5 separate regions of the Mus musculus genome follow, and regions 2, 3, 4 and 5 are each linked to region 1. Evidence: chromatin contacts called from public ChIA-PET, capture Hi-C and promoter capture Hi-C data. All regions are on one chromosome and are shown on one strand. Each heading gives the region's core, a stretch centred on a gene start, on an enhancer-like site or on the middle of the called end of the contact. The rest is flanking DNA. Distances are from core to core; before and after follow the strand shown.

Region 1 (5,356 bases), core at 1,866-4,365:
CTGTCAGGATGAGGGAGAGTAAATTAATGAAAGAGCCTAGTACCTTGGCACAGGCCTTTAATCTCAGCATTTGGCAGGTAGAGGCAGGTGGCTATCTGTGAGTTCAAGAACAGCCTCATCTAAAGAGATAATTCCAGGACAGCCAGAGCTAAAGAGAAGTCCTGTTCCCAAAAACAAAAACAAAAAACAAACAAACAACACCCCCAGGAAAAAAAATAAACAAATCAACAAAACGTCCTGAGTTTAAATCCCTACCACTTTTATGACCTGGGAGTGGGAGTGTATGTTAGTAGGAGGGCCAGAATTTCAAGGCCATCCTGTAGTGGCTCATAAAGAGATAGAGAAGGGATGTGTTTGGTGGCTTTGCAACCAGGTGTGTGTGTGGGGGTGCCTCTGCGGGCCCATGCTGAGACATCCCTTCCTCCTGAGGGACCAGCCACACGATGGTATAGTATAAAACAGAGTTTATTCAGGGCATGGGGAGGGGAGCTGAGAGGGTAGTAGAGACAGAGAAAGGCAGAGAGAGAAAGAGTAGAGGAGTAGAGGCAGGCCATGAGCACGTGGGGAGAGAGGCAGGAGGGGAAATGGAGAGGGGTGGGGGTGGGGCAGGAGCAAGGGACGGAGGGAGAACAAGAAGGCAAGAGAGGGAGGAGGGGGCAAGCAGCCCCTTTTATAGTGAGTCAGGCACACCTGGCTGCTGCCAAGTAACTGCGGGGCAGAGCCTAGACAAAATGTCAACACACCCTTCACTACATAAGGGTTCAATGCCATCTTGGGTTACCTTGTAAGTTTGTTTTTGTTTTTTGAGACTTGGTCTCTCTGTCATATAGAGATCTACATCTAGACCTGGAACTGGACATGTAGCCCAGACTGGCCTCAAATTCCAGAGGTTCACCTGCCTCTGCCTCCAAAATGCTGGGACTAAAGTTGTGTGCAGCCATGCACTGCAGGTTGGGGTGGAGATCAGAGGTCAAGGCCCCACCGAGTTTTTGGTTTTCCTCAGTCACTCTCCACCTTAATTATCCAGGCCTTTCACTCCACCTGGAATTAAACTCTTGGCGACTGAGAGGAATCCTCCCCTCTCCATCTTTCGTGCTGGAGTTATAGACAGCGCTCTAAGTGCTGAGATTTTTACAGGTGCAGAGGAGGGGCATGTGGGTGAACTCGGCTCCTTATACAGAAGCCATCTCCCCAGCTCCTCTCTTTGTTTTCCTGAGAGAGGCTTCTCTGTAGCACAGGCTGGCCTTTAAACTACAAACCCTGGGTAGTGGCAAATTCTGTAAACCCAGCACATAGAAAGCTGAGTCAGGGGGATTGCCAAGAGGTGAAGGTCAGGGTGGAGAGGACTTTTTTGTAGAGTTGCCCCAGGTTCCATCCCAAACTCAGATAATCTAGGAGCCTGTAATCCCATTAATATGGGAGTGAGATGGACAGGGTTAGCCTGAGCTGCTCTATGGGCAGTGCACTCTAAAGTTTTGTGTGTGTGTGTGTGTGTGTGGTTTTTCGAAACAGGGTTTCTCCATGTAGCCCTGGCTGTCCTGGAACTACTCTGTAGACCAGGATGACCTCAAACTCAGAAATCCTCCTGCCGTTGCCTCCCAAGTGCTGGGATTAAAGGCCTGCGCCACCACTGCCCAGCTTTACTTTAAAAATTTATGTATGTATGTATGTATGTATGTATGTATGTGTATGAGCGCTCTACATGCCTGTATGCCTCCATAACAGAGAGCATAAAACAGAATAGGGCATTAGATCCCATTATAGATAGTTGTGAGCTATCATGTGGTTGCTGGAAATCAAATTCAGGACCGTGGGAGGGAGCAGCCAGTTGCCCTTAACTGCTGAGTCATCTCTCCAGATCCTTCATTGTCTCCAATGAAGAAGAAAGAAACAAAAGAAAGAAGGAAGAAGGAGAAAGAAGAGAAAATGAAAAAGAAAAAGCCTGGAATTGTGTGCTCTATGCCTTTGATCCCAGCACTCTGGAGGCAGAGGTCAGTGGGTTCAAGGTCAGCCTGGTGTACAGAAAACAGGAAATATATATGTGTGTGTGTATATATATATATATACACACACACATATACACACACACACATATATATAAAAAGATAAAATATACATACTGATACAAAATGCAAAGACATCTTTGGCTATGGTGAAACTTTGTCTGAAAAAAAGTAAAGATAAAAACAACAGAACACATTAAAAAGGAAAAGTAGGGGTTGGGGATTTAGCTCAGTGGTAGAGCAAGGCCCTGGGTTTGGTCCTCAGCTCTGAGAAAGAAAAAAATAAAAGACAAAATAAAAAGGAAAAATAATACAAAACAGATTTATCTTTTTCTCTCAACAATATGAGCTCCAGGAAGAAGAGATGACTTTTTTTTAAAGATTTATTCATTTATTATATGTAAGTACACTGTAGCTGTCCTCAGATACTCCAGAAGAGGGCATCAGATTTCGTTATGGATGGTTGTGAGCCACCATGTGGTTGCTGGCATTTGAACTCGGGACCTTCGGAAGAGCAGTCGGCGCTCTTAACCACTGAGCCAAAGAGATGACTATTTTATCATGAGCCAAACGGTGGCTAGCACATACAAAAATTTTGGGAAAGAGTTCTCTCTCTCTCTCTCTTTTTCCTCCCTGTGACAGGGTTTCTCTTTATAGCCCTGGCTGTCCGGGAACTCACTCTGTAGACCAGGCTGGCCTCGAACTCAGAAATCCGCCTGCCTCTGCCTCCTAAGTGCTGGGATAAAAGGCGTGCACAACCGCTACCCGGGCAAGAGTTTCCTGTCAAATCCAACGTAAACGCAAAGACCCTGTTCATGCAGGCACTTTTTGACAGGCTGCGGAAGGATATGCGACGTGGTGCATCACTTAGACGCATGCGCACAAGGTCCGGGAAGTGTAAGGAGAAAGGGCGGACCTTCCATAAGTGTCTCGCGGTCATAGGCGGTTAGCTAGAGCGCGAGGCTGAGACCGACCTAGGTCCGATCACGCATGCGCAGTACGACAGCCGGGCCGCGGATGTTTAGCCATTTCAGAATGAGTACAGTTTTGGCGCATGCGCAGTGCCCCTGGTAAGGCCTGGACTGCTGTGAGGGTGTCGTTTGACTCGTACGGCGCATGCGCATTGCGAAAGGCGGAGGGATTCGAGTCGTCTCCACTCCCAGTTCTGGTCGCGAGCTGAGGCCGCGCGGGTTGTGAGGAGAGGTCTGGTTTGCGCGCGCTGCGCGGACCACCGAAGCTACCTGACGCGGGCGCCGCCGAAGTGGAAGTCGGAGCGGGAGTTTTTGTTTGTGAAGGGCGGCCGCGAGGCCTGAGGCTAACGTCAGGCTGAGGAGAGCGCCGCGCGGTGAGTGAGTGGGTGAATGAGAGGCCTTAACGGGGAGTGGGGCCGCTACCCACAAGCCCTTGCGGGGTTCCCGAACCCTTTCCCCGCTGCTGTGGCCCGTTTCCCGGGTTAGTGCCTTTGACTTCTCCCTCTGCGTCCCCCATCCTTTACCCAGAGTTCTCTGGGCACTCCAGCCTTCTTTCCCTCAGGATCCCCCTCCCCCAATCTCCTGCGGTCCCCTACCCACAGGCCCTTGCGGTTTGTGTGTTGCCTTTTTTTCTCGCCTTTTTTTTTTTTTTTTTTTTTGGTCGCATCCTGGACCTCTACCCATAATTCCTTTCGTCTCTCGGCTCCTAGATATTTTACGCAGAGGCCCCTGGCTTCCTGGATATTATCCTTATGGCCTCCCTTGAAATCCCTACTTCATAATCTTAAAGGTATGAAGCGAGCAACCTCTAGAGCGCGAGGCTTCGACCTGGGTCCCACACCTCCTACTCCTTTTCCCCTTTGTTTTCTGTTACCAGCCTTAAGTTTTTCAGCTCTTACCAAGAGCTTTTCTTCAAGCAGATGTTGGTCACTCCCTTGACCAGGATAGCAGCATCCGTCTCCAAATCTCACACCTGTTTGTTTGTTTGTTTGTTTGTTTTGGGTGAAGGGGGCCTAAAAGAAAGCAGTGCTAAGTAAAGTATGCTAACATAACGTTTCTGGTCTTAGATTTGGCAAGATGACACAGTTTCTGCCTCCCAACCTTCTGGCCCTTTTTGCACCCCGAGATCCCATCCCATACCTGCCACCCCTGGAAAAGCTGCCACATGAAAAACACCATAACCAACCTTACTGTGGCATTGCACCATACATCCGAGAGTTTGAGGTGAGCATGTTGGGAGGGAGGGTTTAGCTCTGGATGGGGCAGGCTACCCTGAGGCATTCGGCTTCAAAACAGTTTTAGTTGTGTGGTTCACACATGTGGCTTTTACGTTTTCTGATCATGTTTTGTGCTTTTGTGTGCATTTTAATTTTTTTAATTATACTTTTGTATATGTGGGTGTATGTGCAAATCTGTGAATGTCGGAGGACAGCTTGAAAGAGGCCATTCTCTCCATCTTGTGGGTCCAAGAGATGAAGCCTAGGTTGTCAGGCGTGGCTGCAAGAGCCTTAGCCTGCAGAACCATAGTGCTAACCTCTTTTCGTTGAGTTTTGAGATACGGTTTTGCTGTGTAGCTTAGATCTTATGGCAGTCCTTTCTCAGTCATGTAAATGCTGCATGTAATGGGTGTGTGCTTCCAGGAGCGGCTCATTTCCTTGTAGGGTTAAGAATATCTTTTGTATGGATGTGGTAGTCCCTAGCCCAAGTGATTGGCCAAATTGGTTACATTGGCAATTGTGTCTCCACCCTGACTCCTAAGTCCCCAGACAGGGTTTCTCTGTGTAGCCCTGGCTGTTCTGGAACTCACTCTGTAGACCAGGCTGGCCTCAAACTCAAGAGATCTGCTTGCCTTTGCCTCTCCAGGGTTAGGTGATCCACCTCTGTCGATTTTGTTTTGTTTGTGGGTTGTTGTTGTTTTGACTCTTTGGCTGGGGGGTGGGGGGAATACATTCTTTCATGGTCTTGTAGATTTCTCCTTGTCACTAAGGCTAAACTTGAACTCTTGATGCTTACTGTACTCAAAGAGTTAGAATTATAAGTATCTGCCACTAACCCAGAAAACATAATGTTTAACGCATTGGTTAGGTTGGCCTTTAGCAAGAGGTAGCAGTAAGATGAAACCAGTAGAGAGCTGAGTCACAGAATTTATGTTAAAGGGTTTGGAATAAGGCAGTAAATATCAATGCTTGTCAATGTAGTTACTGTTTTTTTGTCTTTAAGAGGACAAGGTTGCGTAGACAATATGATTTAGCAGTAAAAGGTGATTGCTGCCAAGAAATCCGAGTTCTGTTCCTAGAATCCACAATATGGAAGGAGAGGGTATGCTCTAGCATGCTGTCCTCTGATCTCTATGTGCACAGTGATACGCACATACATCCTTAG
Region 2 (5,356 bases), core at 902-3,401, 850 kb after region 1:
GTGATAGAGTTGAAGGAAGGAAAGTTAAGAATGTCTTACCTGGCAGAAGGGTGGCAGCCTGCTGGTCTTGGCACATTTGACTCTGGGGCAGCTGAAGAGCCCTGTACCTTGTCACCTCCAGATCATGTTGCTAGAAACAGCCAGACGCTACAACCACGAGACAGAATGCATCACGTTCCTGAAGGACTTCACCTACAGCAAGGACGACTTCCACCGTGCAGGTCTGTGGAAGGCACTGACTTGGTCCTGGGGTTTCTGCCCCGTTGGCCCTCCAGGCCAGGCAGGCACTGGCAAGGAAAGATCATGTTTAGCGAGGCCAGATGCATCGTGTAAGAGGCACTCACAGGGTCTGTGTGGGGCGGAAGCCGGAGTAACTGTCACAGGCTGTCCTTCCTTCCCCTTTGAGTGCCCTGGGACCAGGGTCCGGTGTGAAGCTGGGCTGGGGCTGCTCTTGCAGGCTTGCAGGTGGAATTCATCAATCCCATCTTCGAGTTCTCGCGGGCCATGCGGCGGCTGGGCCTGGACGATGCAGAGTATGCCTTGCTTATCGCCATCAACATCTTCTCAGCCGATCGGCCTAATGTGCAGGAGCCCAGCCGTGTGGAGGCCCTGCAGCAGCCCTACGTGGAGGCGCTCCTCTCCTACACGAGGATCAAGCGCCCACAGGTACGGGAGCTGCCTGTTGTATATGAGCAGTCTCAGTATTGGGGTCCAGTGGCACATGTTGGGCACACTGAGCCTGGGGCCTGACCACTCAGGGTGCTGGCTTTCCAGACAAAGCTGGCTTTGCAGGACAGGGCCCCAGCAGGACCGACTTGCCTCCTCTCCCTGCAGGACCAGCTCCGCTTCCCACGCATGCTCATGAAGCTGGTGAGCCTGCGCACCCTCAGCTCCGTGCACTCGGAGCAGGTCTTTGCATTGCGACTCCAGGACAAGAAGCTGCCGCCCTTGCTGTCCGAGATCTGGGATGTGCACGAGTAGGGGCAGCCACAAGTGCCCCAGCCTTGGTGGTGTCTTCTTGAAGATGGACTCTTCACCTCTCCTCCTGGGGTGGGAGGACATTGTCACGGCCCAGTCCCTCGGGCTCAGCCTCAAACTCAGCGGCAGTTGGCACTAGAAGGCCCCACCCCACCCATTGAGTCTTCCAAGAGTGGTGAGGGTCACAGGTCCTAGCCTCTGACCGTTCCCAGCTGCCCTCCCACCCACGCTTACACCTCAGCCTACCACACCATGCACCTTGAGTGGAGAGAGGTTAGGGCAGGTGGCCCCCCACAGTTGGGAGACCACAGGCCCTCTCTTCTGCCCCTTTTATTTAATAAAAAAACAAAAATAAAGTTTGAGTACAAGCCATTCCTGAGCCCAGTGTGGAGAGGGTGGGCCATCTCTCTGCCCAGGTGACTGCGCTTGGTCTAGGTTCAGGCCACAGGGGTAGGGGTCGCTCCGCCGAAGACAGGTTATCTTCATACAGCATAGTTTGAGACACTAAGGCGGATGGAGGCCAGTGGAAAAGGAGAGGAACTTTAAGAGGAGGGTCTCAAAAGAACACTTCTTTTTTTTTTTTTTTTTTTTTTTAATTTTATTTATTTTATTATTATATGTAAGTACACTGTAGCTGTCTTCAGACACACCAGAAGAGGGCATCAGATCTCATTATGGGTGGTTGTGAGCCACCATGTGGTTGCTGGGATTTGAACTCCGGACCTTTGGAAGAGCAGTCGGGTGCTCTTACCCACTGAGCCATCTCACCAGCCCAAAAGAACACTTCTTAGGGCCAGGTTTTCAAAAGCTGAGGACTGCATCTGGCCATGAGTGTCATAAGTCAGGAAATGATTTGTGGGGCAACAGAAGTTATACAAGAACCTGGGCGTGTAGGGACTCTGAGGAAAACAGAAAAGAAGCTTGCTTCTAGCAAAGCATCAGGGTAGCATCCACTGTGGCAGTCTTCTAACGCTCCTGCAGTGGGCGCTCGGGGACCGCAGGCCAAACCCCTAAGAGCCAGGATGCTGGGGGCGTGTCCTTGTTCCGTTAGCGTCATGGGGCGGGGCCACTTGCGAGAGGCGTGGTTGTGGGTCCTCCAGAGTGGGACGTGGTTTGATCGCCCAAGCGGGCTAGGGGCGGGACCCAGCGGGCGCGCCGCAGCTCTGGGCCTGCGCGCAGAGGGTTCAGGGGTCACGGCGGCGTATCTTGTGGCGGGAAAAGCTGTTTGAGGCGGTAAGTAAGGAAGAAGAGTATGGGGCGCTCGGTCGCGCAGCTGACGCCTCGAGCAGAGTGCTCGCAGAATGTCTGCAGCTGGGGGAAGGATAGAGCAAGGCTGGCAATGCAAAGGACAGATCCCCTGGAGCTTAGGACCTGGGGTGCGCTGGACTGTCCGGGTGTGGGCTCAGCGGCGTGCACGCTAGCCAGGAGGGAGGGGCCGGAGGTGCAGGGCGTTGGTGCCTGTTCCGCTGTTCGAGAGACAAGGCGACGGTATCAGAAAGTCCAGCAAGAAGTAGGAATGAGCCGGGAATAGTGGCGCACTTTTATCCCCCGCACTCGTGAGGCAGAGACAAGCGGATCTCCGAGTTTGAGGCTAGTTTAGTTTACAGAGTGAGATCCAGGATAACCAGGGATACACAAGAGAAACCCTGCCTCAAAACCCCAAATTTTTTTTAAAAAGTAGGAATGGGAGGAAAAGTAATGCCTTAGAGCCTTTTCTTTTTTTCTTAGTGCGTGCGCTATGATGCGCACGTGGAGATCTGAGGACAACTTTGTGGCGTTGTCTCTTTCCGCTATGTGGATTCCCTAAGATCTAACTCAGGCTGTTCAGCTTGGCCAACAAGCTCAAATATCCATTCCGCTGTCACATCGGGCCCCATGTGATGCTTTATATACTAAATAGAACAAGCAAATTGATACTAGATGGGACAGTCTGCTTACCCAGTTTGGTGTTTGGTGGGGGAGGTGAGACATATCCCACAGTCCCAGAGCAACTGTCACTGCAGGGTCCCAGGGGAGGAGCCAGGTGTGAAGCTGGCAGTGTGTGAGGTACCCTGGGGAAAATGAATGGTTACTGTTTTAGTGTGCCACCATCACCACAGCGGGAGTGGGAGTGAAGACAGCTGTCCTGCAGGATGCTGCAGCTTCAGAGAGCATCCCTCTAGCGAGTGGGGCTTGCACCTGGGTCTGACTGTCCTGAGGGGAATGGGAACGTTGTGCCTCCAAGAACATCCCTGTCCGGGAAAAGGGGAGACTGAGGTGACAGAAGCAGTTTGTGGGAGTGGAGGAGCTTAAGGGGCCACCCCTCCAGGAGAGGTACAGGAATCCTTGGATCTGGCAGCCCTGGGAGAGGTGACATGAAACAATTGTTCAGCCTTTGGAGGCAGGAGGATGGCATGTTCTAAGCCTGCTAGGGCAGCTTGGTGAGATGATGTCTCAAAATGAATAAGAGAGCCAGGATGTAGTTAGTGGTACAGCCTAGAATCCCTCAGTGAGGGGTTGGGGTGGGACTCAGTATTGAGCCCTGCTGAGTTAAACCCCCAGACCTCTACTGGCTTTTGAGACTCAGGCTTTCTAGCTCAGACTTGGCTTTGAATTTGCCTTTGAGGCATACAGCTTGGATTATGGGTAATGGCAGATCCAGTATGGATTGGCTTATATCTGGGAGGTATGTTGTGAGTGACTTACTGGCGAAGCTACTGTTTGTCATAGCACCGCCTTCCCACTCTGGTCTGTGGGAGCCAGCTCCACTGCTTCCCCCGCCTCCTTCCGGAGCTGTGTGTGTGTGTGTGTGTGTGTGTGTGTGTGTGTGCGCGCGCGCGCGCGCATGCTTCCTGACCTGGTGATGGAGGGATGCTCATTTTCTGTGCAGTGCAAAGCCATGTCCCCATGTCAGTGGTCCTCAGTGGTGTCCTGCAGCTTTATTAGTGCAGCGCGTGAACTTGTGTGTTTGGTTGAACTGTTTGGAAGTTGTAGCTGGCATGATATTTCACCACCAGCACCCTACCCAGGGTCCCCTAAAAGCAGCATCTGCTTGCATCAGCACAGGGACCTGATCTGCCAGCTCGACATGGGGCAGTGCAGGTCCTGCCTGCCTTTCCTTGACTGGCTTCTCCTATACTTAGGAGACTGGCAGGGCACCTGCAGTCCCTACTCCAAACACAGAGCCTTACCCCCCAGCTTTTTAAAATCTGATCTTGCAATACAGTGTGGGGCTAAGCTTGAACTCACGATCCTCCCATCTAGGCTTCCCAGGTAACTAGCCGCAGGATAATCCTTTCTTTAGATGTCTTTGTCTTTTTTAAAATATAAAACAAAAGTAGAAGCAGGCCATTCCACGCCTTGATTTACCTACTAGAGACAAAGCCTCTTTGAGACCTTTCACATTATCGTATGGCTTCCTCATTTCTTTATACAGCTGCATAGTACTCCATTGAATAGTACTAAGGGACTCTTGAAACTGTCCCCCTGGGGAGGACATTTAGGTGGTTTCCAGTCCTTAGAGATTTTAAACAATGGTACCGGAAATAACCTTGTAAAATCAGGTTCTTCATGTGCCCTGACCTATTAGGGTCAACCCTTGCATAAGGAATTGCTTGCAGCTTTTAACACCTGTGGTTTTTGACTGAGGTGTGATTTCTATTTAGTCAACTGCACAAGTGTGTGGGAGGCAAACTCCATCCAGAACATTCCTCCATACATCCTCAGATACCAACAGTCTCCTCACTCTCTAGAAGCTAGCAGGTTTCTGGTCCAAGAGCTTTTTAAGATTGATTTATTTATACTTTGGAGTGTTTGCCTGTGTGTTCATACGAGCACAATGTGCATGCAGTGCCTGTAGTAACCCTTGCTGTCAGATCCTCTGGAATTGGAGTTACTGATGAGCTGGTGCTGGGAACCGAACCCAGGTCCTCTGCAAGAGCAGCCAGTGCTCTGAACCACCTCACCAGCCCCCAAGAATTTTCTTTTTTTTTTTTTTTTTTTTTTGTTTATTTATTATATGTAAGTACACTGTAGCTGTCCTCAGACACTCCAGAAGAGGGAGTCAGATCTTGTTAAGGATGGTTGTGAGCCACCATGTGGTTGCTGGGATTTGAACTCCTGACCTTCGGAAGAGCAGTCGGGTGCTCTTACCCACTGAGCCATCTCACCAGCCCCAAGAATTTTCTTTTTAGTTGCGTGTGTGTGTGTGTGTGTGTGTGTGTGTGTGTGTGTGCGCGCGCACACACGCATGCACAGATTCCCCTGAGGCCAGAAGAGGGCGGCAGAGCCATGGAGCTGGCCTTACAGACAGTTGTTTGCTGGTGCTGGGAACAAAAGGAACCTTGTGTTTTCTTTACAAGATCTTACTTTTAATTACTTAAAAAAGTATATAAGCCGG
Region 3 (5,356 bases), core at 1,206-3,705, 560 kb after region 1:
TTGTAGTTCTAAAGTATAGAGAGCAGGGCTGCCTCCCCTGCTATATGCAGGCTCTCCAGCCTGGCATTTAGTGATCTTTGAGCTCCTTCCAAACATGGCCTCCAGCCTCTTTACCTAGACCTCCTTGTCATGGGTAAGGTGGAAGTCGAGGATACAGACTTAGGGGTGATGGATGAGGAAGGTTGGGTTCCAGGAGCAGAGGAGGGTATGCCTGGATCACCAGGTGGACTAAGGAGAGGGAAAGCTGGTCTGGCTCATGGGCCTGAGAGGCACTGGGGAGGTACATGGAGTTGTAGGCAGGATCATCTGGATGGAAAGATCCTTTTGGGACACGAAAAGAGGGTGATGTCTGACAGCACTGTCCGAGTCAAGCAGATGGGGACACAGAGTAGCAGTGTTGCTGGAGGGTCCTGGGAGTGAGTGCCAGGGGCTACAGTAGTGGGTGAGCTGGAGGGATGGAGAAAACACCCGCTAGCCATCAGCAGACGTGATAGTAGTAGACACAAGACTCTTGGGGGCAGGGCTGAGCTCTGCAGGAAAGCCGGTGGCCACCTTGTTGAGTGCCATCTGGTAGATGTCCTCTGGGGAATGGCCCCTTTCCCTGTTGTTCAGGTTGTAGCCCAGCTTTTCTGGCATCTTCTCCACCACATAGTTTCGCAGCTTCACATTATGCACCTCCGTCCACGTGTTCTCATCATACTGTGTGAACTGAGTCAGGTTGAGGCCCAGGGTCCTGCAGAGCTTGTGCAAGATCCTAGAAGTGGGAGGCTGCTTGAGAGAGGCCTGGCCTGGCACCATAAGAGGGCCACTGGAGATGGGCATCAGACTACTCACTGGGGACCTGAGGGCTGGCTCAGGAGTCGGGGTGGGGATAGGGGCAGAGCTCAGGCAGCTTGCAGGCTAGGGCACTGATCACCCGGGCTCTCCGGAAGGCATTACTGAGGGGTGTGAGTGGAAGTAAGGTCTAGACCCAACTTTTGACTGGGTGGGAATAGGGGTGAAACTGGAGATGAGTTGGAGGTGTAGCTTGAAGCCCAAAGTTCTATAAGCATTACCTCAAAACACAGATACTGGTGCCTGGACTGGGGATAGAGCTTGCTTCTGGTTGAGCCCAGACCAAGAATGAGGCTGGGATTGGCTGAGCCTGAATCTGGGACGGGAGTTGGCAAAATGTGGGAGTGGGTATGGAACTGGGCTCTGGCTAAACCTTGGTGTAGAGGTGGGGCTCTGCTGCCTGGGTAGGTGGGACCTCACCTGTGAGAGCTGGGCATTCGCATGGCCCCAAGCTCCCCTATCCAGCCTGTCTTCTCATCCCGGAAAGTGAAGATACGGCCCCCAATCCTGTTATCTGCCTCCAGGATGGTGACCTAAAGAAAAGCGGCCAACAGGGACCTCAGCTCCCTCACTACATTCCCACTAGCCCCTGCCTGTCTTGCCCCCAATAGTAAAGGACACCTAGAATAGAAGGGCCTTTCTTCTGGGTAGGAGGGGCTGCTCGGAAAGAAAGGTCTCAAGACTGTAGCAGGAAGACTAGCAGATGGACTGTAGAGGGACTTCCCAGCTTAAGGCAGGAAGAGGGGGATTTCCTAGTTTGTACAGAAGAGTTGGGGCTGGCCCAATCTCATTCCTAGGGTTAGGTGAGGGATACTCTCCCTTGAGGATTTCTCAGGCCCCTTACCTCCAAATCCCCATCTCAACTCTTGACAGTTACATTAAGAAGAGGAAGTAGGCCTTCCCTCCAGGACGGGTAAGTGGAGTGCAGTGGGTCAATGAAATGGGGGCTCTAGGAAAGGGTAGCTTCTCTCCGTCACACTACCCAGGACTCCCCACCAGCAGCAGGAAAGGCTCCCTGAGGACTACAGGCAGCACTTCTCACCTTGTGTCCTGCATCACTGAGCATCTTGGCTGCTACCAGCCCTGCCACGCCTGCACCAACCACTACCACCTTCTGGGGCTTCGAAGTCCGATTGAGGCCCAAGGTCACCACCTTGAGTAGCTGCTCATAATCGTGGTCCTCCATACACTTCTCAATAGGGTTCAAGCTGGAGGCTGCCTTCCAGTCCAGAGAGCCTGCCAGACCAAGGAGGGTGGCCGCCAGGACAAGACGCAGGGCTGGCAAAAGGACAGGGTCAGCACATAGGCACCAGAAGTGCAGGAGTCAGCCGTAACCCCAGCACTCCCTCCTCCTCTTGGCTGCTCACTTACCCAGCCCAGCCATGGCTCAAGTGGCAGCTGCTGTCTGAGTGAAGAAGTAGGGGGTCAATGTGGTGGGGCCAGGGATCCCCAGCCTGTCTCCCTCCTTCCTCTCTGGGCATGTATTTCCCCAGACCTAATCTTGACCATTATGGCCTGGCTCCCTCCCCTCCTGCTTTCCAGCCTTGGGTTCTGGGTTCCAGTCATTGCCACCACCCTCCATGTAGCTCTACCTTCAGCTCTCTTGGGCAGGACTGCAGAGCAGAGCCTCTGCGACTCTCCCCTTAAAAGTAGCCAGCCCCGCCCACTCACCTCCCTCGGGAATTAAAAGTGCTTTCCTGAGCTAGGGTCAGATGCTGGGGGAGGTGATGGGAATAAATATCACAGGAGGAAGTAACTCAGTCTATTTTTCTTCTTCCTGCTTCAAATAGCTTTGGGGAAGCTGGGGGTGGGGACTACCCACCCAGGTGGCAGTGTTGATGGTGGACCCTGTGCTCTAGGCTTCTTGGACTTTTGTCTTGGGTCTGCCCATCCCCTCCCCATCTCTCCAAGAATGTCTGTATGAAATGGGCACACACAAGTCTGGGGCCTTTCACATTTGAAGCCCATATAGGCCTACTCATGTCACATGGTCCAGCACAATGGCAGGAATGGAGCCAGGTCAGGGCCTGCATATAGCACCTGGCCAGGTCCAGAACCTGTTTGCTGCAGCTGCAGGAACATGGGCAGGACTGGTTGGTGATGGCTAAGTGGCCACTTGTCCTTTGTCCTTCCTGCTTTGTCTTAAGTACTGCTGGGCAGCAGACTCTAGACTGACACCTCAGAGAAATGACCCTAGAAGCCTCTGCCAAAACTGGTGAGGTGAGGCAACAGGATGCAGGGGGTTTTCCTTGGGGTTGGGGAGAAGATGGGTTAGGAGAACAGCTAGGGTGGGAAATCACAGAGAGCGCAGGCTGGGGAACTCCAGAGCCCATTAAGTAGATGGTGGTTGGTGTATATGTGTGCTCTGTGGCAAGTGCAGTCATGCAGGCTGGAGACCTCAGGTCAGGCAGAACTCTGGCACAGTACTTGGTCTCAGTCTTACAGAGGAACTGACAGTCCTGGGAGGAGGGTGGAGTGGGCAACATCTGCTTCACAGCCTGGAATTTATTTTGGCTCTTTGAGATAGTTTCTCTGTGTACCCCTTGGCTGTCCTGGTATCAGAGATCCACCTGCCTCTGCCTCCATTGTGTGGGGATTAAAGGTGTGTGCCATTACATTTCAACTTATTTATAGACAGGATTTCATTCTGTATACCAGGCTGGCCTCAAACTCCCTATGACCCCCTCCCTTCCCTGAAGACAAGAATACCAGCAGCATCTGTTGCCAGTGCTCCTCCTCAGCTTCTGGAGTTCATTCTGCACCAGTAAGACAGCCCTAAGTTGCCATGGTAAGAGTAAAGGTAGGCCTGGCATACAGGGACTACAGCTTTGAATTTTAAAAGTTTTCACTTATGTGGTTGAGTTTTGCCTTTATGAATGTTTATGTACCATGTTTATGTCTGTCTGTTGCCCAAAGAGGCCAGAGAAGGACATTGGATCTGCTGGCATGGAAGTGACCAGTGGTTGTGAGCTCCCAGGAAGGTCTTGGAAATTAAGCCCTGGTTCTCTGGAAGAACAGTCAGTGTTCCTAACCCTTGAAGCACGTCTGGCCTCAAGAGAACACTTCTGGGTCCCTGGTCAGAGATCGGAGCTACACCTGTTCCCCTAGGAAGCTCTGAGGAGCAAACAGAATGGATTCAGGTATTGTTGCCAAATCCCAAGCTAGTGATGCTATGTGTGACCACATGTATTTATCATCCCAGTCTATCCCCATGATCAGGAGAGTTCAAGGCCAGCTTGGGCTACAATGAGACCCTACCTCAAAAATATAAATATTTAAAACTCCCAAATCCCATGTTAGTGCCAATGGTATTATTGAATGTAAATCAGGAGTGCCGAGGGTTGGGGCACCATTGGGATAGACTCCTTTCCTGGCTATGCTGAGGTCCTGGGAACAAGGCAGGGCATGGAATCAGAAGCTAGGAGCAAGCAAGTAAGTGTCCTGCAACAAAGGCAGGACCCCAGACACTAGTGTGTACATTTGTGACACACCCACCAGCTGTTGCTGGCTTTGGGAAACCCAGCTTCATTATGGGCCTTTTAGGTAGAAATGGTCTTTGGGGATCCCCTGCCCATTGTGGCTTGTATCCAATCCACAGAAACAGTGCCACATCCCGGCAGGCGGTGCCTCCCATGAATCCTAGGGGCAGGGATAGTGGGAGGGGCTCTGGGACCTAACTGCATAGCTTTCAGTCTGAAGTCTAGTGGATTGAATTCAGTGTCACCAAAGGAGGGGGTAGGGTGACCCAGGCCTGGACAGGAACAGAGCAATTGTGGCCTCCACCCTGCCTCCCTACCCCAGAAAGGGGACACTCACTGCATGGTGGTCTTTGTGGGGCTCTCCTGGCGCCCATGGCCTTGCTGGTCAGCCTGGAACTGAGGTCATCCTTTAGCGCAGGCAGAACCAGGATGAATGATAGCTTTCTCCTACAGCCTTGCTAGGCCAGAGAAGCCAGGTCCTGATAGGAAGAGCAGTTGGTAGGCTGTGGCAGGATTTTCTAGAGAATGCCTATTTTTGTTTTGGTTTTTTGAGACAGGGTCTCACTTTGTGGCCTAGGCTGTTCTCAAAACTGAGGCCATTCTTCTGCCGTTGCCTTTTAAGACTATGGCTAACAGGCATGCCACCATGCCCCCTGCTTACCCTGTGACATGGCTAACAGGCATGCCACCATGCCCCCTGCTTACCCTGTGACATGGCTAACAGGCATGCCACCATGCCCCCTGCTTACCCTGTGACATGGCTAACAGGCATGCCACCATGCCCCCTGCTTACCCTGTGACATGGCTAACAGGCATGCCACCATGCCCCCTGCTTACCCTGTGACATGGCTAACAGGCATGCCACCATGCCCCCTGCTTACCCTGTGACATGGGACTATTTGGAATCACCTTTCAGACACACTATCTGTAGGATGTGTTTTTTTTTTTTTTTTTTTTTTTTTTTTTTTTTTAAGATGTTTCCTTAGTGACAGGAATGGTCAACTTTCCCTGTGAATACTTGAGGATTTATAGCCAGCAGTCTG
Region 4 (5,356 bases), core at 1,947-4,446, 530 kb after region 1:
TTCTGGCTATCCTGGAAAACAATCAAGACCAGGCTGGCCTTGAACTCTGAGCTCTCCCCCACCCCCTGCCTCCTTAGTGATTACAAGGTGTGTGCCACTATGTTGCTCTTCTCTGCTACTTTGTGGGTTCTTCCTTTAACCTCTCTCCATCCTTTCTATTCCAGCTTTTCAACCCCTTACCACTAGACAGGAGAGAGAAAAGGGAAAAGATCCCTGAATAAAGTTAGGGGTCATAAAGGGATTAGCATAGCATCTGTAGAGTACTTCCTGCTAATTAGGCACCTCAAGTTCCTTGGGACAAGTTTGATCTTTGCTATCTGGACATCTCTTTATTTGTTGTTTTTGTTTTTTGTTCTTTGTTTTTGTTTGTTTTGAGACAGGGTTTCTCGGTTTAGCCCTGACTGTCCTGGAACTCACTCTGTAGACCGACCAGGCTGGCCTCGAACTCAGAAATCCGCCTGCCTTTGCCTCCCAAGTGCTAGGATTAAAGGTATGTGCCACCACGCCTGGCTAGGACATCTGCTTTCTTGTTGCTCTTTGAATATGACTACTTAACAAACTGTACCCAACAGCCCACTCTGCCTCTTGGGGTCGTAGCACTTACAGACCCTCTGAAAAGTCATCAGAATTCCAAACAGCACACAATCACATAAACTAGCTGCAGATGGCAAAACCGTGCCTCTGCTAGAGCAGGAATCGAATCATAGCTGCTGTGAACAGTCTGAAGCAGCCCCTTATCCCACACCTGGGTTTAAAACAAAACATAGTATTAGTGTTAAAAAAAAAAAATCTTGGGCTGGAGAGATGGCTCAGCGGTTAAGAGCACTGCCTGCTCTTCTGAAGGTTCTGAGTTCAAATCCCAGCAACCACATGGTGGCTTACAACCATCCCTAATGAGATCTGATGCCCTCTTCTGGTGTATCTGAAAACAGCTACAGTGTGCCTACATATAATAAATTTAAAAAAAAAATCCCAAAATTGTAACTACACCATTACACCTGATTTTCTCTTGCTTTCTTTTAATTATTTTAAATGTTTCCTTTATGTTTATGGGTGTTTTGCCTGAATGTATGTCTGTATGTGCTTGGTGCCTGTAGAGGCCCAAAGAGGGCATCTGATCCCTTGGCACTGGAATCATACATATTTGTGAAGCTGCCACTGGGTACTTGGAATACAACTTGGATCCTCTGGAAGAGCAGTGTTCTTAATTGCTGAGCCGTCTTTGCAGCACCTCCCATTTTTGAGACAGTCTGTCAAATGTTTAGCCCTGCCTGTCCACAAACTTGCAAGGATTATAAAATCTGTAGTAGGTCTGGAAGGTGGTGGTACATGCTTTTAATTCTAGCACTTGGGCAGGGGCAGGTGGCTGTGAGTTCAAGGCCAGCCTGGTCTACAGAGCAAGTTCTAGCCAGAACTACACAGACAAACTCTGTCATGAAAAACAAAAGAAACTGCTTGCCCTTGACAGTTGTGAAGTCCTGGCTTTGTTCTTCACCCTTTATCTCTGTCGCCCTGCAAAACCCTTTGGGCTCAGCTTCAAAATCAGTTGTTGCCACTGCTGCCATCAACTTCATTTGCAGCCAACCTGCTCCACTAGTGGGCTTTGGGCTCTGCCTGGATTCCTTACTGTTGTTGCTATGGAGACTTTTATGTAGACCAGGCTGGCTTCAATCTCATGAAGTTGGTGTGACCCTTTTCCCTTACCTTTTTTTTTTTTTTTTTTTTTGGTTGGTTGGTTTTTCGAGACAGGGTTTCTCTGTGTAGCCCTGGCTGTCCTGGAACTCACTCTGTAGACCAGGCTGGCTTCAAACTCAGAAATCCGCCTGTCTCTGCCTCCCGAGTGCTGGGATTAAAGGCGTGTGCCATCACGCCCGGCTTCCCGTACCTTTTAATTAATGCCTAGTGTCACTACTCAATCTCTATTATTATTGTTTATTAATTATGAGACAAGGCTGTCGTATTAAGTCAGTTGCCCAATCAGGTTTTGAGCTCACTTTGAAGTGCAAGCAGACTCTGAATTATGTGCACATGTGACACAGGACTTGTGTGGGGCTCAGGGAGCACTTTGTAAGGGTCTCTTTGCTCCTCCCACCATAGGGTTTAGGGAAATTGAACCCAGGTTGTCAGGCTTGGTGGCAGACAAGGACCAGGTGACCTCTCTTGCTGCTCACCTTCCAGTTTAGCTTTTTAAATCAATTATAAAACACGAGATTTTTAAAAAGCCAGCCTACTGCCAGGACATTTGCTCCAGGTGACAGGCATCATAGCTTGGGTGTGCTGTCAGGGGCCTGATATAATTTGGTTAAAGTAGTGTATGAATCAGCAAGGAAGAACAAAGTATAGTCCAAATAGGTTTTCTAGTTTAAAAGAAGGCAGGAGGGAACTTCTCGCATGCAAGAGGCTATAAATTCAAACCTCAGCACCCTATATATAGTTTAACAGCCACGTGTAGTAGTGCACACCCAATTAAAGGTGAAGACAGAAGGCTTAGGAGTTCGAGGTCAGCCTGGGTGCATAAGCTAACACTGCGTAAACACAACGCCACTTACATCGAGCGCAGATAATCTAAGGCTGGATAGTATCACAGGTTAAAAACAAACGGAAGCAAGAAATGCCACTGCACAGTCCTTTCAGATCAAGAACGTGATCTGGGTAAGGCAACTGCTAGAAGGCCCAAGCAACAGTGGGCAGACCCTGGACAAATGGGCCAGCAGCTATGCTGGTCACGCCCAGGCTGCGAGAGACCCGCTGGAAGTTGTAGTCTTTTAGCCACCTTGCCACGTCACCGCCTCCAAGAGGCAAGAACGCCTGGTTCCTACATCTACCCCTCAGTCTGGTGGTAGGTTCCGTCGCGCCACCCATTATCCTGTCTACCGCCTTCTGTCCCTCCAGCAGTGAGGACTTGGTATTGTCTCACCAGCTCGAACTCTTGTAGCACAGTTTCTCTCTTGTCATTTCCAAGTCTGAAACCCTCCCTCCCTGACCTTCTTGGTTTGCTCCAGCCACACCCCCTTACAGTCCTCCATCCCTGTTTGTCAGCGCTGGCTCCCCAGCTCCATAGTCTGTTGGTTAGCGCCGGCTCCTCCTCTCCCCGGCGTTGGTCCCGGCTCTCCCTCTTCTTCCACGTTGGTAGGCGCCAGCCCACCCCCCCCGCATCTCCCCCCAGCTTCGCGTTGGTTGGCGCCGGGCTCCCCTGTTCGCTGCAGTGGTTCGGCCGCGGCGACCCCTCAGCGGCGCGTCCCCCGCCGCGGTCCCGCTCCGCTTCTCCCCGAAGCCGCGCGCCCGCGCCTGTCGGTCGGCGGACCCGCAGCCCCCCGTGAGGCCCACGGCCTCCCACCCGCCATGGTCCGCCCGCGCCGTGCCCCGCACCGCTCCGGCGCCGGGGGCCCCCTCGGAGGTCGTGGCCGGCCACCGCGGCCCCTGGTCGTCCGCGCCGTGCGCTCACGTTCCTGGCCTGGCGGTCCTCGAGGCCCGCAGCCACCGCGGATCCGGGCTCGTTCGGCCCCTCCCATGGTGAGTCCCACGGCCTGTTTCCAGAGCCTTCCACGCACGCCCCGCCCCGCCACCCCTCCCCTGGCGGGCGCCTTTGTCCGCAGCGCCCACGGGCCTCCCGCGGGAGGGCGCACCCAGGGGTCCGGGATCAGTCCTTGATCGGCTCTGGGCGCTCCCCTTTGTTGCGCGGCGGGCTGGGCGGGGGGCGGGGTACGGAGGCGGGGCGGGTTCGAATTACTGCTGACTGCGCGGCCGGCTGCACACGCGCGCGGGGGGCGCCTGGGGTGCACGCTTGTTTTTCCAATTGCAAAGTTGGTCCTCGGCCTCCGGGTCTGGAAATGCGCGAAGCGGCCGGTGGAGGAGCCCGGCGCTTACACGCGCGCCCAGCTGTTGCTCGCGGGGGCGTTGTCCCCCGGGGCCAGATGGCGATTGTGGACAGTCCCTCTATTTGCATACCCGCCCGCCCCGCAGCTAGCCCAGACCTTAAGCCTTAAGATAAAGCTTAAGGTAAATATTCAGCTCTGTAAGTTCGTGGGGTTGTCACCTTTTTGTCCACTCAGTAAACGTGCGCGCACTTTCTAGAAACATTGAGATTTTCTTGGGGCAACAAAATTGCCCCCATTGTGATGGTGGACTCGTGGCCACACCTGCGCATGCTTGGCCAGCGGTAAGCTATTCCCTGGCGTGGTACTGACCACTTCAGACTTCTGACGACGTTGTTCTCCGAGGAGCTGAGGCGGGTCTGTCGCCTGGATCACCTGAGGAACGCAGACACACCCCTCGCTGTAGTACAGCCTAGGCTTGAAGTTTTCTCTTGGTGTTGGGAGCCCTTCCTGGGGTCCTCATATGTGTCCCTTTTCTACAAATGTGACTTGGCTCTGGCCATGCAGTGCGCAAACAGCAAATCAGGCATGCGTAAACACGAACTTGGCGCTTAGTGGGCTTCATGTTCCTAGTTTGTTTCCCTGCTGTTGTGGGCATACAGGTGTTTTTGGGTGCAGGCAAACACACAAGCCTCTTAATGGTTATCCCTCACCCCGCACTTGAATAGTTTTGGATTTTGTTTAGGTTCCTAAGTGTGTTTGCCTGATTTTCACCGACTGTGTGGTGGTGTACATGCTGACACTTGTAGTGTCTCACTGCACACCCAGCCCAGGCAGCCAGTGTGCGGATTTGCTGTAATCCTGAGGGCTTGGGTCTGCAGAACCATCAGGAAGGCCCCTCAGCAGTGAAGACCTAGGCTCTTCTGCTACTTAAGTCACCGGGAGAACTTTCTGGTTTGTCATCACACCGGGTATAAAGGACTCACGAGCTTTAGCAGAGAGCAGAGATGCGTTGGTGACAATCAGAAGGGTCTCTGGCCTGGAGTGTGTCTAGTCTGGTTAGAGACTGGCCCAGGAGACCGACTGGTCTTTTGGAAATGTTTTGGCCGGAAAAAGAGTTTAGTTTGCACCCTGGGGTGGAGGAGGGGACACGTGGCCATGTTTGGCACCACTGTTCAGCATGCATTCAGGTAAACGTTTTGGTTCAGGTAGACTCTAGCTTCCTTAGGATTCCCCCCTCCCCCGCCCCCCAATTGTCCTCCAGGGTGTTCTATTTACTTGGTTTCTGGTTGCTGCCACATTGCGGTCCTCAGTGAAGGCTATCCTTTGTGGGAGGCTCCTCTTAGGGGTGATGCTGCCCACAGTTTTCTGACAGATTGATCTGAAGGTCAAGCTTTGAGGTCTGGCCTGCTGGGGAAGGCGTCAGGACCGGAAGTGTGTGCCCAGGGACTTGAGTCTGGACCTGAGGGTGACCCCTCCAGGATGTGCGGAAACGCCTAACCTGGAATGACCTAGGAATTCTCCCCTCTGCTGCAGGAGGG
Region 5 (5,356 bases), core at 1,075-3,574, 530 kb before region 1:
GGGGAGGAGCATAGGTAGGATCAAGGGCGGAGCCTGGGGAAGATCTCATTGTAAAAGGGGAGGGGAGAAAGTGTAGTACTAAGAGGCGGAGCCAGAGGCTGTTAATAAAAGGAGGAGGGGCTCGGATGCTATAAGGGGCAGGATTGCAAGCAGAGGGTGGCATCAGTCCTGTACAGAGCGTTAACTATAGGGGAGAGATGCTCACGGTCTGTAAGGGGCGGGGACTAGAAGGGAGCGGCCGGCGAGTTTAGTGAGAAGGCGGGGCCTTGGGTTTGGGGGCGGGGCGGGCCCTGTTATTTAAAAAGAGCCAAGCGAGGTGCTGGAGATTGACTTGAATGCCTGGGAGGGACACTCGTGGGGCTCGGGACTATGGGCAGTGGAAACTGAAGGGAAACGTTTAGAAGACTAGACTTTGGGACTAGGCAGGGTCCTTCGGGGTCCAAGAAGTGCGTGCCTTGGACTGGTTATTTGGGAAATTCATGGTTTGGAGGAACGCTCACCACGATCTCAGTTCCTACACAGGTTCACTACGCATGCGCAACCAACGGTTTGGGGCCACGCAGGGCAGAGCCGGAAGTGGGAGTGGGCGGAACCTCCAGCGGTCCCATCTGGCCAAGCTCTTCATCCCACGTGGTCCTCTTGCAAGCGGGCTGTGGACGCCACTGCCTGAAGGCTGGGTGTGCCCGACGCCTGCGGTTTCCTGTGGGAGGAAGTGCTGCGATGCCGCGCTCCTTAGAGGCTTGGGCAGGGGAGATCCCACCACCCCTACCTCTAGTGTCTCCAGATACTTCCACTTCTATTGGGCACTATTGTTGGGGATTCCCTAAACGCCTCCCCTAGGCACCCCAAGTACCGAACTTTTTCAACTCTCAAGGAATATTAAAACATCCCAGCTGGCTTCTCAGCCAGTGGAGCTTCCTTGCTCCTGGTCCACACTCCTCCCAGGCCTGGGATGCAGCCTCCTGTCCCTGCAATCATGGAGAAGTACAAGCTTCCATCCCAGCCCCCCAATTTTGTCCTCAGTGACCCACTCTCTACTCTCTCCAGGGTCAGAGTTAGACTTCCCCTTGTTTCTGTCCCCCTCCTCCATCCATCCTCATTTAAGATTCCAAACTTTAGCTTCCGGACGCACTGGCCTCAAGTCTTTGCCCTTTCTCCAATTACTAGAGCCAGAGTTCCCTCGACTCCACTCGGGGCTCCAAAGCCCGCTCTAAGTTGTACAGTATTACCAGGCACTGCTCTAGATCTAAGCTAGCCGCGATGCTATCCCTCTTTTACAGATGAAGGAAAATAGTGGAGACGTCATCAGTAACGCCTATGGTCACACTGCCAATGGATGCTGCAGAGGCTGTGCTGTGTGGTACCCAGCTCCCAGTCTCGCAATCCCCAAGCCAGCTGGTCACTCACCCCTGCAGGCTTAGGTCATCACACCCAGCTCTAGCACCATCATCCAGATCCCCAGCCCTAACTTCATCAGTCCTAGTTCATCACCCACAGCCCCTAACTCTGAGAATAAATGATAGTTCACACTATAACCCTGGGACTAGAGTGCTGTGAGAATTCTAATGGCCTCCCACAGCACTTACAGTAAAATCCTGATTCCTCCATGACTTCCAAGTGAATCCTCTGCTGTCCCGCTCACCACACCCTACGCTCTCTGTGCTCCAGACACACTGGCCATTCTGTCTGCTCTCCAAACGGCCAGCGTTTCTTCTCAAAGCTTGGGACATTTTCTCCCTAGTATCCAAATGACTCAGGTCAAATAGCACCTCCTCCAAGAAGCTTTCCAGGATTATCCTTTTTAAATTAGCATCTGCCCACCTAGTCATTATTGCCATCCGTCTATTTTCTTTATTGACTGTGTATTATACCCACTATATAGATTAGCAAACTGAGGCCCAAGTAAGTGAAATAATCTATCCCAGGCCACACAACCATGGAATGGCAACATTGGCATTCTTTAAAGCTATATCCTGCTCCTTCCCGTAATTTCATACTTTTTGTCCTGCCATGAGCCAGCCCAAAGTTTGATCTGTGTCACAGGATCTGGCCTTCTACAGATTCTTGTGTCATCTACTCTGCCCCAAACTTCATCAAAGAGAGCAGGCATCCAGTCCAAGAAGGTAACATGCTCCACCCCAGGGCCTCAAGGACTTCTCATCTGAGCCCTGAAAGGAGGTCCCAGAACATGCCTTCTGTGTGACTGGGTGGGCAGAGAATAAGGAACCAAGATTTCGTGCCCTCCCCTGACTGGAGACCTCAGCTGGGCGAGGCTAAAGTGGATATAAAAGGGTTGGTATATATTGAGAGTCGAGAGAAGCAGAAAACCACCAGAGGAGAGAGAGAAAGGGAGGGAGGGAGAAGGCAGACGGAGAAGGGTGGGTATTAAAGGGTGGGAGGAAGGCGGTGAGGGAGGCGGGGGCCTCAGAGTGGAAGGAGGGAGCAGAAGGGCGGGGCAAGAGGCCCAACGAGGACAGACTCCAACTCTGACTTCTTCAGCAACTCTCGGTAAGTTTTTCAATCCGTTATTCAGATGGGGCTTTATTTACTGGGCGGCATGGCACCATGGGCGGGGCACCTTAGGCAGGAAGAGACCCTCCACTCTTAGCTCCAGAGGAGACTGGTAATTGAAGAACTGATCTCTCAGCCTTTGTAGTGGGAATACAGGAGAGCTTAGAGCTGTCTATGAGACTTGTCCCAACAGAGCCCACCATGAAGAATGTCCTGTGGCTTCTCCCTGGGGTCTTCCACTCCCTTCTTAGATGAAGGGGTGCAGGAGGGCTCCCAGGGCTGGCTGAGTTCTCTGGACACTGAAGGGTGGTAGGAGGTGGTCTCTCCACTCAGACCACACCCTCCCTGCTGCAAATCCACCTCCCTGAGTGTCTAGAGCCGGGGTCTGCAGTCAGGTCGGGTGAGGACCAGAGACTCAGCCAGAGGCTGGCATTTCCCTGGTGTTGGAGGGAGGGGGGATGAGTCACTCGTGACTCACTCCAGGAGAAAGAAGAGAGTCAGTGAGTCAAGGATGCCTGTCCCGGGGGCAATTCCTGCTCCTGATGGTTCATATGGAGACCCACACGGCCCAGGGACAGAGTGTTGAAGATGCACCAGCTCACTGTTAGTCCTGCCCGTTCCTCTGTCTCCCAAAAGTCCATCTAGGACAGTCTCTGCCCGCCTCCAAGAGCAGGAGTCCCCTGGCTTGCCCTTCTCCCCAGGGAGGAACTGCTCGGCCTACTCCCCTTCTCCCTCACACCAGAGACTTCCCTACCTCCCTGGCCCTCCTCTCTGATTTAGAAAGCCATTCTCCAGCCCTCCTCCCCTAGGATTGAGTGCTCCCACCCTTTGCAGGCTTGCCTCTCCTGCCCTGAGCCAGACATCTGGCAGCCATGTCACTCCTCCTGTTGGTGGTCTCTGCCCTCCACATCCTCATTCTTGTCTTGCTTTTTGTGGCCACTTTGGACAAGGTAAGTTTCCAGCTCACTGGGAACCCCAGATATAGCCCATCTCTAAGACCCCACCTACCTGCCTCTGCTTCCCTTCCTCCCTACCTCTGTGCCTCCTCCTCCCCACTCCTCCCCTTCCCTACTCTTACTTCTGCGTGTGTACTTTCCCCTGGCCTAGCCCATGCATTTGGCCATCAGGAGTCATCCCCACTCTCCCTGACATCTTTTGTCCTGTGTCTCACCTCACCCTCCCCGGTCTCTGTCCCTTCCAGTCCTGGTGGACTCTCCCAGACAAAGAGTCCCTGAACCTGTGGTATGACTGCACGTGGAACACCACCACTCAAACATGGGCCTGCAGTAACGTCAGTGAGAATGGTGAGCATATGGCTGAGGGCAGGGGAAGGCCTGCCAGGGCCAGGGTTGGGAGCCTAGACTAGGCTATGAGCACCTGGGGTGGCCATAGGCAGCTTGTCTGGATGGAAAGGCACCAATAAATCCAGAGAGGTTGGAGCCACATGCTGTAGCTTAAGGAACAGGGGAGAAAGCTCCCTAAATTCTGAGAAGACTTTTCAGAGTTGTAAAGAAATGGAGCGAGTGTTGTGATGTGGGAGGGAGAATAGGGAGAGGCCAGAGTTCTAAGAGATGGAGTGGCCTGCCTCCTTTCAGGATTCGAAGTGACCGCCAGTGAGTGTGGGGATGGGGCTCATCAGTAAGATGTTTCCCTGGTAACCCTTGTAATCCTTGTAACACGGACATCTCTGAAGCTTGCCTGGCTGAACCTACAGTGAGTAGAGTCCAGCCAGTGGGAACAGCGGTTCCAGCTGTGACCTCACCTGTGTCGCCCCCTGTAGGCTGGCTGAAGGCAGTGCAGGCCCTCATGGTGCTGTCTCTCATCCTCTGCTGCCTGTCCTTCATCCTCTTCATGTTCCAACTCTACACCATGCGGCGCGGAGGGCTCTTCTACGCTACCGGCCTCTGCCAGCTTTGCACCAGTAAGCACTTCCCCCAGCTTGGGGAACGGTGGCGAGGAATGGGAGCGGGCCACTGGAGGCTCCCAGCCCTCTCCTGAGAGCAGCCTCCATGGCCCCCACAGGAGAGGGAGAGTGGAGCTGTGTGCCTTAGAGGCTCTGCGGTGAGCCAGTGCTTGAGAAGTCAGTGGTGGTAAATGAGCTGGGTTCCAGGGATGGGGGCAGCTAAAGGATCCACAGAAGGAATGTTCTGCATCATATCCGCCAACTGTGGTTTCTTGGGCACCTGTTCAAGAAGTCGTTTTGTTTGTTTGTTTTCTATTCTCCCAATACCGGGGCTATAACACGGGGCGTGCCAGACGGACTCTCATCTCTGAGGCATGTGCCCAGCTCCACACTGGTGGATTCTAGGCATGTGCTCTCAACTCTTTTTATTTATTTTATTGGAAATAGGTTGGATAAATGGTCCCAGCTGACCTTGAACTTTCTATCCTCATGCCCCAGCACCCTGGGTAGCTGAGAGAGCAGAGGTGGGCCATTATGTCCCACTTTTTTTTTTTTGTTTTGTTTTTGGTTTTTCGAGACAGGGTTTCTCTGTGTAGTCCTGGCTGTCCTGGAACTCACTTTGTAGACCAGGCTGGCCTCGAACTCAGAAATCCACCTGCCTCTGCCTCCCAAGTGCTGGGATTAAAGGCGTGCGCCACCACCGCCTGGCCCCACTTTTTTTTTTTTAAGGTCAAATAAATTGAGGTTTGAGACAGTGTGGGGGTGAGGGGAGGTCAATGAGATCTGAAAGCACAGGTCTATTTTTCCTTTTTTAATTTTTTTTGGTTCCAGGTTGCAAAGGGCTGAGTTAATCATGGTGGTTTTGAAAACATCTTCCTGGGTTCCCAGAGAACCCCCTTCATTTTTATCTCATGCTTGCATTTTTGGCTCATGAAAAACTCA

Evidence for each region. ChIA-PET counts read pairs in DNA pulled down with a chosen protein or histone mark. Capture Hi-C pulls out chosen DNA fragments and counts their contacts.
Region 2: a contact with region 1 is called in an RNA polymerase II ChIA-PET map of memory CD8 T cells, with 7 read pairs. The contact joins the promoter of Pold1 here to the promoter of Snrnp70 in region 1. A contact is called at or near these places in 2 of 115 datasets of contacts at active chromatin or transcription factors (memory CD8 T cells and microglia) and 1 of 9 other capture datasets (pancreatic islet).
Region 3: a capture Hi-C map of macrophages shows a contact between it and region 1, with 4 times the contacts expected there. The contact joins the promoter of Il4i1 here to the promoter of Snrnp70 in region 1. A contact is called at or near these places in 1 of 39 promoter capture datasets (pre-B cells), 1 of 484 Hi-C or Micro-C datasets (cardiomyocytes), 3 of 115 datasets of contacts at active chromatin or transcription factors (bone marrow-derived macrophages, effector CD8 T cells and pro-B cells) and 1 of 9 other capture datasets (macrophages).
Region 4: a contact with region 1 is called in a promoter capture Hi-C map of liver, with 2.4 times the contacts expected there. The contact joins the promoter of Ptov1 here to the promoter of Snrnp70 in region 1. A contact is called at or near these places in 1 of 115 datasets of contacts at active chromatin or transcription factors (pancreatic cancer cells) and 1 of 9 other capture datasets (liver).
Region 5: an RNA polymerase II ChIA-PET map of memory CD8 T cells shows a contact between it and region 1, with 19 read pairs. The contact joins the promoter of Emp3 here to the promoter of Snrnp70 in region 1. A contact is called at or near these places in 4 of 39 promoter capture datasets (hippocampal neurons, liver, pre-B cells and 1 more), 2 of 115 datasets of contacts at active chromatin or transcription factors (memory CD8 T cells and pancreatic cancer cells) and 1 of 9 other capture datasets (adipose tissue).

The regions. Positions count from the first base shown.
Region 1 is chr7:45,393,501-45,398,856 of GRCm38.p6, reverse strand. Snrnp70 (small nuclear ribonucleoprotein 70 (U1)) reads left to right here and starts at 3,115. Exons shown (of 10, transcript NM_009224.5): 1 at 3,115-3,348; 2 at 4,042-4,198. The coding sequence starts at 4,052.
Region 2 is chr7:44,545,610-44,550,965 of GRCm38.p6, reverse strand. Pold1 (polymerase (DNA directed), delta 1, catalytic subunit) reads left to right here and starts at 2,151. Exons shown (of 27, transcript NM_011131.3): 1 at 2,151-2,211. Nr1h2 (nuclear receptor subfamily 1, group H, member 2) reads left to right here. Exons shown (of 10, transcript NM_001285517.1): 8 at 122-221; 9 at 458-666; 10 at 835-1,350. The coding sequence ends at 981.
Region 3 is chr7:44,833,387-44,838,742 of GRCm38.p6, reverse strand. It overlaps Il4i1 (interleukin 4 induced 1), which reads right to left and starts at 2,455. Exons shown (of 8, transcript NM_010215.3): 1 at 2,427-2,455; 2 at 2,206-2,239; 3 at 1,877-2,112; 4 at 1,255-1,367; 5 at 553-754. The coding sequence starts at 2,218. It overlaps Il4i1b (interleukin 4 induced 1B), which reads right to left. Exons shown (of 9, transcript NM_001171024.1): 3 at 4,651-4,792; 4 at 1,877-2,112; 5 at 1,255-1,367; 6 at 553-754. The coding sequence starts at 4,687.
Region 4 is chr7:44,867,508-44,872,863 of GRCm38.p6, reverse strand. It overlaps Ptov1 (prostate tumor over expressed gene 1), which reads left to right and starts at 3,196. Exons shown (of 12, transcript NM_133949.2): 1 at 3,196-3,513; 2 at 5,352-5,356. The coding sequence starts at 3,343.
Region 5 is chr7:45,918,394-45,923,749 of GRCm38.p6, reverse strand. Emp3 (epithelial membrane protein 3) reads left to right here and starts at 2,324. Exons shown (of 5, transcript NM_010129.2): 1 at 2,324-2,508; 2 at 3,346-3,461; 3 at 3,713-3,815; 4 at 4,292-4,432. The coding sequence starts at 3,384. It also overlaps a transcript of Ccdc114 not described here.